Linked DNA regions of Sus scrofa: region 2 is linked to region 1. A link is a contact called in public promoter capture Hi-C data. All regions are on one chromosome and are shown on one strand. Each heading gives the region's core, a stretch centred on a gene start, on an enhancer-like site or on the middle of the called end of the contact. The rest is flanking DNA. Distances are from core to core; before and after follow the strand shown.

The links. Promoter capture Hi-C pulls out the DNA fragments that hold promoters and counts their contacts.
Region 2: a promoter capture Hi-C map of liver shows a contact between it and region 1, with 4 times the contacts expected there. The contact joins the promoter of MBL1 here to the promoter of ANXA11 in region 1. A contact is called at or near these places in 1 of 5 promoter capture datasets (liver) and 1 of 47 Hi-C or Micro-C datasets (liver).

Annotation. Positions count from the first base shown.
Region 1 is chr14:81,833,365-81,837,861 of Sscrofa11.1, reverse strand. ANXA11 (annexin A11) reads right to left here and starts at 2,657. Exons shown (of 15, transcript XM_001924178.6): 1 at 2,389-2,657.
Region 2 is chr14:82,082,652-82,087,148 of Sscrofa11.1, reverse strand. MBL1 (mannan-binding lectin (A)) reads left to right here and starts at 1,975. Exons shown (of 5, transcript NM_001007194.3): 1 at 1,975-2,007; 2 at 3,421-3,613; 3 at 4,292-4,408. The coding sequence starts at 3,430.

The DNA.
Region 1 (4,497 bases), core at 1,408-3,907:
CCCAGTGCCCTCCAGGGGACCAAGTGCCAGGGACTGCTTCAGGTTCAAGAGGGAAAAGATGCAGCTGAGAAGACAAAGGATGGAGGGGGAAGGAGAGGGTCCTCTGAACATCTAGTGCTCAGCACAGATTTTGTTTCTACATTCACCTCCTGCCCACACTGGCTTTTTTTTTTTTCCCCCTCTATTCTGCAATGAATTCCCAAGAAAAACCCACACTCAATTCTCACTCCTGTCATTCCAAACCTCCCATCCTCCCCAAGTCACGCGGCCAAGGCATCAGTAATCGATCTTGGCCTTCTAGGTACAGCAATCCAGGATGAGCCCTATCTACCATCCTAGTCCTGACTACAGAAAGGAATCCAAGGGGACTCCTACTTGGTTGCTCGGCCAGTTCCTATGCTCACCTCTCAGTCTGAACTTGCTTGTATCTCACTCTCCCCACTTTTTTTTTTTTTTGGCTTATCTAATTTCAGCTTCCAAGGTATAATACTTTAACAACTCACTTCCCTGGCCTGCTTCTTTCACTTAACTAACATCCCCTAAGGACCTAAATTAGGCAAGGTCTCTCCTGGATGCTGTGAGACCAGAGACAAGAGGATGGGGTAGAGATAAGACTATACAATTACTACTGCAGGGTGAATATTGAGAAATAGGGCCAAAGGAGCAGAAGAGGAGAGCTGCGTGGGCTCACAGTGTGTTCTGCCCCTTCCTGCTAGGAGCAGGCACCTGGATGGTCCCTAGGAGGGTGGTGAATAATGGGCAGAAATGGGGGAAGGAGGGTAGAACAGCATGAGCTAAGACAGAAGAGGTCAGAAGGAGCAATTCAACTGTTAGACCTTCAGCTGCATAGAGGGAGTGGTAGCTATTATTACTATATTACTATTGTTGACTCTTACAGATGATTACTTATGTGCCAGGCTCCACTGCAAGCTTTATGTCTAATCTGGGTGACATCCACCTGGGACACACAGGTATGGTGCACCAGTCACCACCTGTTCAGATCAATGCCTGAGCTATATGGTTGTTAAAAATATTAAATCATTTTAATCCTCACAATGGCCTTGTAGGTAGGTATTATTACCCCCACTTTAAGGAAACCAAGGCACAGAGACTAACGAGAGGTGAGACTCAGGAGGGATGCAGGAGGTAGTAAGCACCCCACGCCAGGGCAACAAACTGCCCTGGCGCTTCACCTGGCCTGGCCTATCTTGTTAGGAACACCTTGTAGCATGGAGAGTGCCTTGAGGGAAGGGGCCCTGTTAATCCTACTGGAATCCCCAACAGCTGACTGAAACAAGGAAGGAACAAAGGAGCATAATGAGAGCCAGTTAGGAGTGAGCAAGATAATACAGCCCACCTGTCCAGCTCCTGGACTCAGCCTGGCACTGCCTGAAAGCTTTGTTCCTGCTGTGTGGGCAGGGCAGAGGCTCACCCCACCCAGCGCCACTCCATGCCCAGGTTAAAGCAGCAGAGAGCAAAGTGAAGAAGGCACGGAGGGTAGGCAGAGTGGCTGGCTACCACAGACACCCTGGGTCTGTCCTAAAACACCCAGCCTCTAAAGAAAGGTCACACTGACTAGAGGGGGCAGGGACAGAAATGTGCCAGGCAGACTGTTCTCAGCTTGGGCTCAAACTGGCTGACTTAGCTTCTCCTCTTCAAAGTCTCAAGCTGATGAATTTCATAACCCTCATTTATGCCAACAGACGCGTATTTACCTTTTTAAAACTTCAGGAGGCTGGGTTGAGCCCAAAGGGAGTTAAAGTCAAGAATCCCTCCCTGAAACTTCAGCTCAAGGTTGGAGATGGAGGAAAGACAGATAGAGAAGGTAAACACACAGGTCAGCAGAGCACCTGAGATGGATCCGGCGTTCTCTCAAAACGCCTTACAAATCAATTCCAACACTAGCAGCTCCCAGGTATTTCCGTCTTCCGGAGGAAAGGTGCTTAAGACAGCGTCCTCCACTAGCTCTCCTCAGGACAAGCCTTTCCCGGAAGGGTACACACACTCTAGAGAATTCAGCGGGGTCAGAGGGGCCATGGCCACCGTCCATGCCCACACCAGCCAGTCGCCTTCTTGTCACGGGTTCACCCGGTCCCAAGCCGGCCCAAATTCGGCTTGAACCCCTGACACCGGCACAGCAGCACAATCACGTGGCCCACCCACCCGACAAGGAAGGCAACCCCCCGCCCCCTCGCCGTCGACGCAGCCGGTCGGGACCAGCCCGACACCCGCCCCTTTCCCTCCCCCCCCCCAAACGCTGTGCAACCAGGAAGCGACGGGGCCGCGATGGGAAGGGGCGCGGGACAGTTGGGGGCCTTCCGGTAGAGGCCGCAGCGCCTGGCCAACGCCCCGTCCCGTGCCCTCGGCAGTCAAAGAACCCTCACTCACCTGGCCACTGGCCACCGGGGTAGGGGAGGCCGCGACGGTCGAACAGGAACACGGGCAGCAGCGACTTTCTCCACGGGCGTCCCGGAGTAGCACCTCGGATTGGCCTCGAGTTCTGTCCCACTACCGCTCTTTGGGCTTTCGGGGTTCTCGGGGCTCTCGGGACCCGCGGGCTCCGCAGCCGTCAGGGCGGGGCGGGAGGAGGAGCCTGCGAGGCGGAAAACTCCTAGGGCTCGGGGTCCTAATCCGCCCGGGGCGGAGCCGCGTGCGCCAGGGGAGGGGCGGGAGGAGGCGGTGCCGAGGGGCGTGGTCTGCCCCCAGCTCCCGCCCCCAGGTGAGAAGACGTTCGGGGTCAGCTGGCTGTAAGCTGCCTCTGCGAGGAAGGAAGCTACAGGCCTTCCGCCGCTGCGGGAGGAGTACTCAGCGGTCGCCCAGAGGTCGACATGATGCTGTTTCTCTCCACGCCTCTTGAGGTCCGTCCTGCCCTGCGTCTCACTCTCGAGGAGCGGATTCCCCAAGCCCCCTCCAGCCCAGAGTACCTTCCTTAGTGACTCTTTTAAAGTAAAGAACACAACAGTATGGAAATTGGAGTGGGAGAGTAGCTTTGTAGAGGAGAAACCGCGACCAACTACTAAAGCCAGACAATCAAGGTCAGCATCAAGAATGATAAATCAATAGTGATGGTATGAACCTATCGTGGTCTTCCTGCCAAGAATACATAATCCCATGTTAATCATGAGAAAAACATGAGACAAATCCCAGTTCTGGGATACTTTACGAAATACTGGACCAGTACTACTTAAAATTGTCAAGGTCATCAAAACCAGGGAAAAGTCTGAGACACACATGGTCACAGGCAGGAGTAAGCCTGAGGAGATTATGAAAACTAAATGTAATATGGTATCCTGGATGGGATCCTGGAAAAAGGACATTAGATTTAAATACTAAGAAAATCTGAGTGAAGTTAATAATACTGCATCAGTATTGACTCGCTCATTGTAGCAAAACACCAAGCCAACAGAAAATGTTAATAGAAAAAAAAAGGTGTTTATGAGAACCTTCTATTTGAAATTTTTCTGTAGATTTAAAACAATTCTAAATTTATTTTTAAAAAGGGTCATGCACGCATGCGATTTGTGAATATTTTTATTTTTATTTAACAAATGTTTATAATATATATTACATAAACATTTAAATATTTTTAAAAACCTGAGATTCACTCTTCACTCCCCCAGCCCAACTTAGGCGTGCCTTTCCTATATCACATAGATATACTTTTTACAAAACGGTGTTGCTGTATTTTTCTGCGACGTGCTTTTTAACTCAATATCTTGGAGGTCCTTTTCATGGAAGCGCAGCTAGATCAACCTGGTTCTTATTTAATCAGTACACAACATGCGCGATCTCGCGTGTAGCCATTGTTTAATACTTAGCTCCTTAGGAAGGTAGTTGCTTTTGGGGGGCTGTTAAAAAAAAAAAAAAAAAAAAAAAAAAAAAGAGCTGCTGGTCCGATTTACATTGTAATAGTGCTAGGAGTGGGGCTGGGCTGGGCGGGGCGGCAGGGTACCAGGCTGGGGGTGGGTGTTGGGCGCAAGGCGCGCACTCTTGCAGGATTCAATCAAGCCCTGCTACCCTGGGGATCCAGGCAACACCCCCACCTCCCCCAAGGCGTGGCCCTTTTTCGCGGCTGGACTGCATTTTTTGGAGATGATTGGTCGGATAAGGGTGAAATTCTGGCCAAAGGCTCGGAGGAAACAGAGTGGAGGGTCAGAGACACAAGGAGACTCTCCCCGGGTTATATTTCTGGTATGGGAGCCCGCAGCGGCGCAGGAGCGGTGACGACCCTTGCATCGGACCAGCGGCGTTCGGAGGGGGCTTCTGTTTCCCGGCACTTTCTCTGGGCTGGGGGCTTCGTTTGGAAAGGTCATCCGGCGTCCACCCAACGACACCCTCTGCCCGCGCCTCCTGTTCCTTGTTTCCTGGCGGCCGCACAGCCGCGCTTCTTTGAATGGCTCATTTTTCTCGTGGCCGAGCAAATGATTCTTTAAATACCACGTTAACAAATAATAAACAAATCCTTTAGGGTGGAATTACTTCTAAATGTAGCACAAA
Region 2 (4,497 bases), core at 726-3,225, 250 kb before region 1:
CCACTGAGCAAGGCCAGGAATTGAACCTGCATCCTCATGGATACTAGTCAGATATGTTTCCTTTGTACCACAGTGAACTCCTAGAATCAAGTACTTCTTATTGTCCCTTTGCTCACAGTGCACACCCCTCCTTCCTCTGTTCTATACTCTCCCTTCTTCCAAAGCCACCCTTCCTCTAAGTCTGTGGGATATATAGGGTCCTGGTTTTATGCGCATTCCTCAGTTCCAGATTTCCACCTTTCTGGAAGATCTGCTCATTTGCCATTATGGTTTGAGTGTTCTTTGTCTTCTGAGCCTATGGGCCTTTCAAGTTGTATGGACGGCATCAGGAAACAGCCCTGAGAGGGGTCTTCTTTGCAATGGGCCCCTCTCAGTGCCTGGCAGGTTCCTTTATAACAGGAATCTGGGAGGCTTGCCAAACAGGGTATGGTGACTTGAGTACCCAAGGGCTGATGACCCTTGAGGAGCCGAAACCCCAATCATAAGGCAGAGTAAAGGGAAGTTGCCCCACCCCTGCTTCCCACCAGGGAAAAAGCAAACCTCTAGAGTTGTTTGGTGAGACTAAGTGTTTCAAAGAATGGGTGTAAGTTTTGGGAAGGCAGGAACCAAAAGTTACCTCAGGAACTTGAAAAAGGCCACTTCATTGGAATCTGGAGATAAGGACCAGACACCCCTGGAAACTCAGGCCTGGAGGAGCCATGGGCTGATCTGGTATCTGCCCCACTCACGGTCTCTGCTTCTCTCCTTACTCTCTCAAGGGATCCTCCTGGTGCGCCCAGGTTGGGTTGTACCCTGGAGACAAGGAAGTGAATCAAATGCATCGCCTGTGCTAGAAAAGTAAAAGCACTGTGAAAGAGGGTGTTGAAAGTAGCTCAAGCTGGAGGGAAGTCAAGGTGGTTTGGGGACATGATGCTGGAGGATTCCTTTGTTCCATAATTTTTTTTCTTTTTTCTTTTCTTTTTTTTTTTTTTTTTTTTTTTTTGAGCCCTGATTTCATTTCCAAGCCCTCTTCTAGGTGGGATGTTATATCCCTGTTCTGGTAAAGTTGCTGAAATTCTTGTCTTTTTTTTTTTTTTTTTTTTTTTTAATGGCTGCATTTGCAGTATGTGGAAGTTCCCAGGCCAGGGACTGAATCCAAGCTGCAGTAAACCTACGCTGTACCCGTGGCAATGCTGGATCCTTTAATCCACTGCACTGGGCCTCTGTAGCAACCTAAACCACTAGTCACTTAACCTACCATGCCACAGCAGGAACTCCTGGAGTCCCTATTCTGAAGGAGTGGGATGGTCAATAAATATGTGACCAAAGACATAAGACAATTTTACATAGGGGTGAATCATAGGCAGCTAAAAAAAAAACAGCATTATAATTTTGTGATAGAGTAGTTAGGGAAAGCCCTTTCTCCAGAAGTGATATTTAAGCTGAAATCTCAATGACAACAATTATGCAAAGAAGGAGGGACATGTCCTCACCTGATACAGCGGTGTGTCCCTGTAAGTGTGGGTGTGTCCCTGTACGTGTATGTGTGTGCACGTGTGCATGCACGCACACGAGCATATGTTTGTTCAGTAGGATGTCCGTGCACATCTCTTCAGAAAATAAACATTCTTTGGAAAGAACTATCTTCTGTGATTCTGAACTGTGATCTGAAACTCTACAATTCTGGAGGGTCAGAGAGTCGAGAGGCAGAGTCAGGAGCCATTGAAGGAGGAGTTTGGGGGCTCACAGTAGAGAGCTGCCCAGTGCTAAGCTGGAGACCCCACCAGCAGCCCTGGAGAACTGCCCAGGATGGTTGTTTATTAATCTGGGGTTGAAGACCAGTCCAGCAGGCTCCCTGGTCACCAGATTAATTGGGGCTGACATTGCCGAGACATCTGCCAGAAGCCTAGGCTGGAGGACCAACTTCCTTGCCATAGCTTCCATGCTCTGAGGAGGCCCTCATAAGTCATCTCTGAAGGACAGAGGTGCAGCCCTGGGTCAGGAGTCTGGCTACTTGACTTGATCCCGGTGAGTCCCAGGCAGGGGCTGCGGTGGGGTTGTCAGGCCCACTGAGGGCCTCTGTCTCCCTCTGACCTGTGGCCTTGAACCTTTCCTGGATCCACCTGTCCATCTGCAAACTGAAACATAGCCTTTTCAACCAAAGGGAAGAATGAAGTGGGGGTGTATATGCCAGCAACATGTTTAGCCCTGGCTTTGGACTCCAGCAAAATCAAGGGAGGTTAAAAAAGACAGAAATAGGAAAGAAGGAGAACAATATGATCAAAAAATTTCCCTTCTAACTTGCTGCTTCTCCCTGAGTCCTGGGAAGGGAAGGGTTAAAGGAGATGACAGGCCAGGGTAGGCAGAGGCAGATATAGTCCTTATGCAGCAAGGTCAGAGATGCTGGGATTAGAGGCCAGAGAGGAGCAGAGGGAGAGGCCCTTGGGGGCTGGGCTGCAAAGGCTTCCTGGAAGGGGGCCCTCTTGAGCAAACTAGATGGGATTCTGATGACCGGATGGGAGCACAGGGCTGGAGAGGCAACTGGGAAGCACATAGAGAACCTTCCAGGAGAAGAAGAATGAGATGACCCTGCCAGGCCCTGGGTGAACAAGTGTTAGAGCCTGGGTTCTGGCTGGAAAAAAATGGCCTCTCGGTGGAAAACTTCAAAGGAAGGAGGCAAATCTAAGACTCAACTAGCCAGGATCTATGACCACAGAAGATCCCATTCCCAGGGTCAGAGCCATACCTCCAGGCACTCTGGGTTCTGAGTCCCAGCAAATGCTTATCACATGGTAGAGACTTTATTAGACAAGTTGATTGACAGACTGTTGGAGTAAAGGCCGTGGTTTGGAGGGTAGTTGGGGCCCTGGAGTGTAAAATGGATTTTTATGTGAAATTATACAATGGATGTTATAAAACAGTTCCCACCAAGAAATGGGCCTTGTGGGACCTTGGGTCACTTGCTATAATTTGTCTGGCTTTAGGGTCCATAGGAAGGGGAGGAGAGGGAAATTTAGGCTCCCTTGGATTTCAATAAAGGGAGTTGAGAAAAAGAGCAGCCAAAGCTCACACAAGCATGAGTTCTCTTTGCCAGGCCATCAGGCACAGGGCTTGTTTGTCACTTCCAGACACTGTGAGCTCTTGTGCATGGGGCTGCCTAACCCACTAAGTCTTGTACCCACAGAGCCTGAGAGCCCCAGAGAAAATGGGCCCCTATTATATGACTCTGGCATCTATATTTTTTTCAGTGCTGATCTAACTCTAATACATTTTACCTGTCCGTCTCCTTAGTAGCCTGGCAGTGACTCAGAGCCAAGGGTTGTGATCGTCCCCTCTGTGTCGGCTGCCCTGAGCACAGGGTCCAACACATCAGAGATGGTAGCAAATATTGACTAAGCAAAGTGGGATGGATTTATTTTCTTTGACTTTCTCCACTCTAAGGTAAGGACCATGCTCCTGTTTTCATCACTTCCTGTCCTCCTTCTGTGTGTGGTGACAGCATCCTACTCAGAAATAAAAACCTGTGAGGATGCTCAGAAGACCTGCTCAGTGATTACCTGTGGCATCCCGGTCACCAATGGCACCCCAGGCAGAGATGGGCGAGATGGACCCAAAGGAGAAAAGGGAGAACCAGGTATAGGAGAAGCTGCTCTGACTTTTTTTTTGTTTTTTGCTTTTTAGGGCTGTACCTGCAGCATATGGAAGTTCCCAGGCTAGAGGTCAAATTGGAGCTACAGCTGCCGGCCTACGCCACATCCACAGCAATGCAGGATCAGAGCAGCATCTGCAACTTGGATCCTTAACCCACTGAGTGCGGCCAGGGAGCAAACCCACATACTTATGGATGCTAGTCGGGTTCTTACCCCAGCCCCTGAGCCACAGTGAGAACTCCCATAGGCTCCTCTGACTTCTTATCTCTTTAACCCCAACAGGAGACCCTTCTCTCTAAGGGGTCTAGCACAGAGGTGTGACAAACTCTCCTTTCATTATGATGGATGAGACTTCACTCAGAATAATTTCTGTAAAGGGTCATTCTCTACACAATAAAGATGCATCCCTGGGTCCCCAGGATCCCTCATTTCCACACAAGAATGGGTGATGTGCAGTTGTCCTTATAGAAGGGGTGTCTTGCCTATGTAGGGAGCTGGCCCTTAGGACAGGCCATCCCCTGGGATGCAGGAGGCTCTTCCTTCTTTGCATCACCACTAGTTGACGGACAGTTTCTTGGGCTCAATGGGAATGAAGTATTGAGACTTTGGAGAAAGAGAATGAGTGATGGTTCCTGGGTCGCCTTTCCTTCCTCTTCCAACAGGGCCAGGGTTCAGAGGCTCACAGGGCCCTCCAGGGAAAATGGGACCTCCAGGAAATATTGGGGAGACTGGGCCTCTGGGACCAAAGGGCCAGAAAGGAGACCCTGGAGACACTTCAGGTGAGGAGTTCACTCTAGCATGTGGTGTGGGCTGAGGGGACCCAGGGCCCTGGGAACTTCAGGGATTGGGGGAGGTGGCCTTTGTCCTG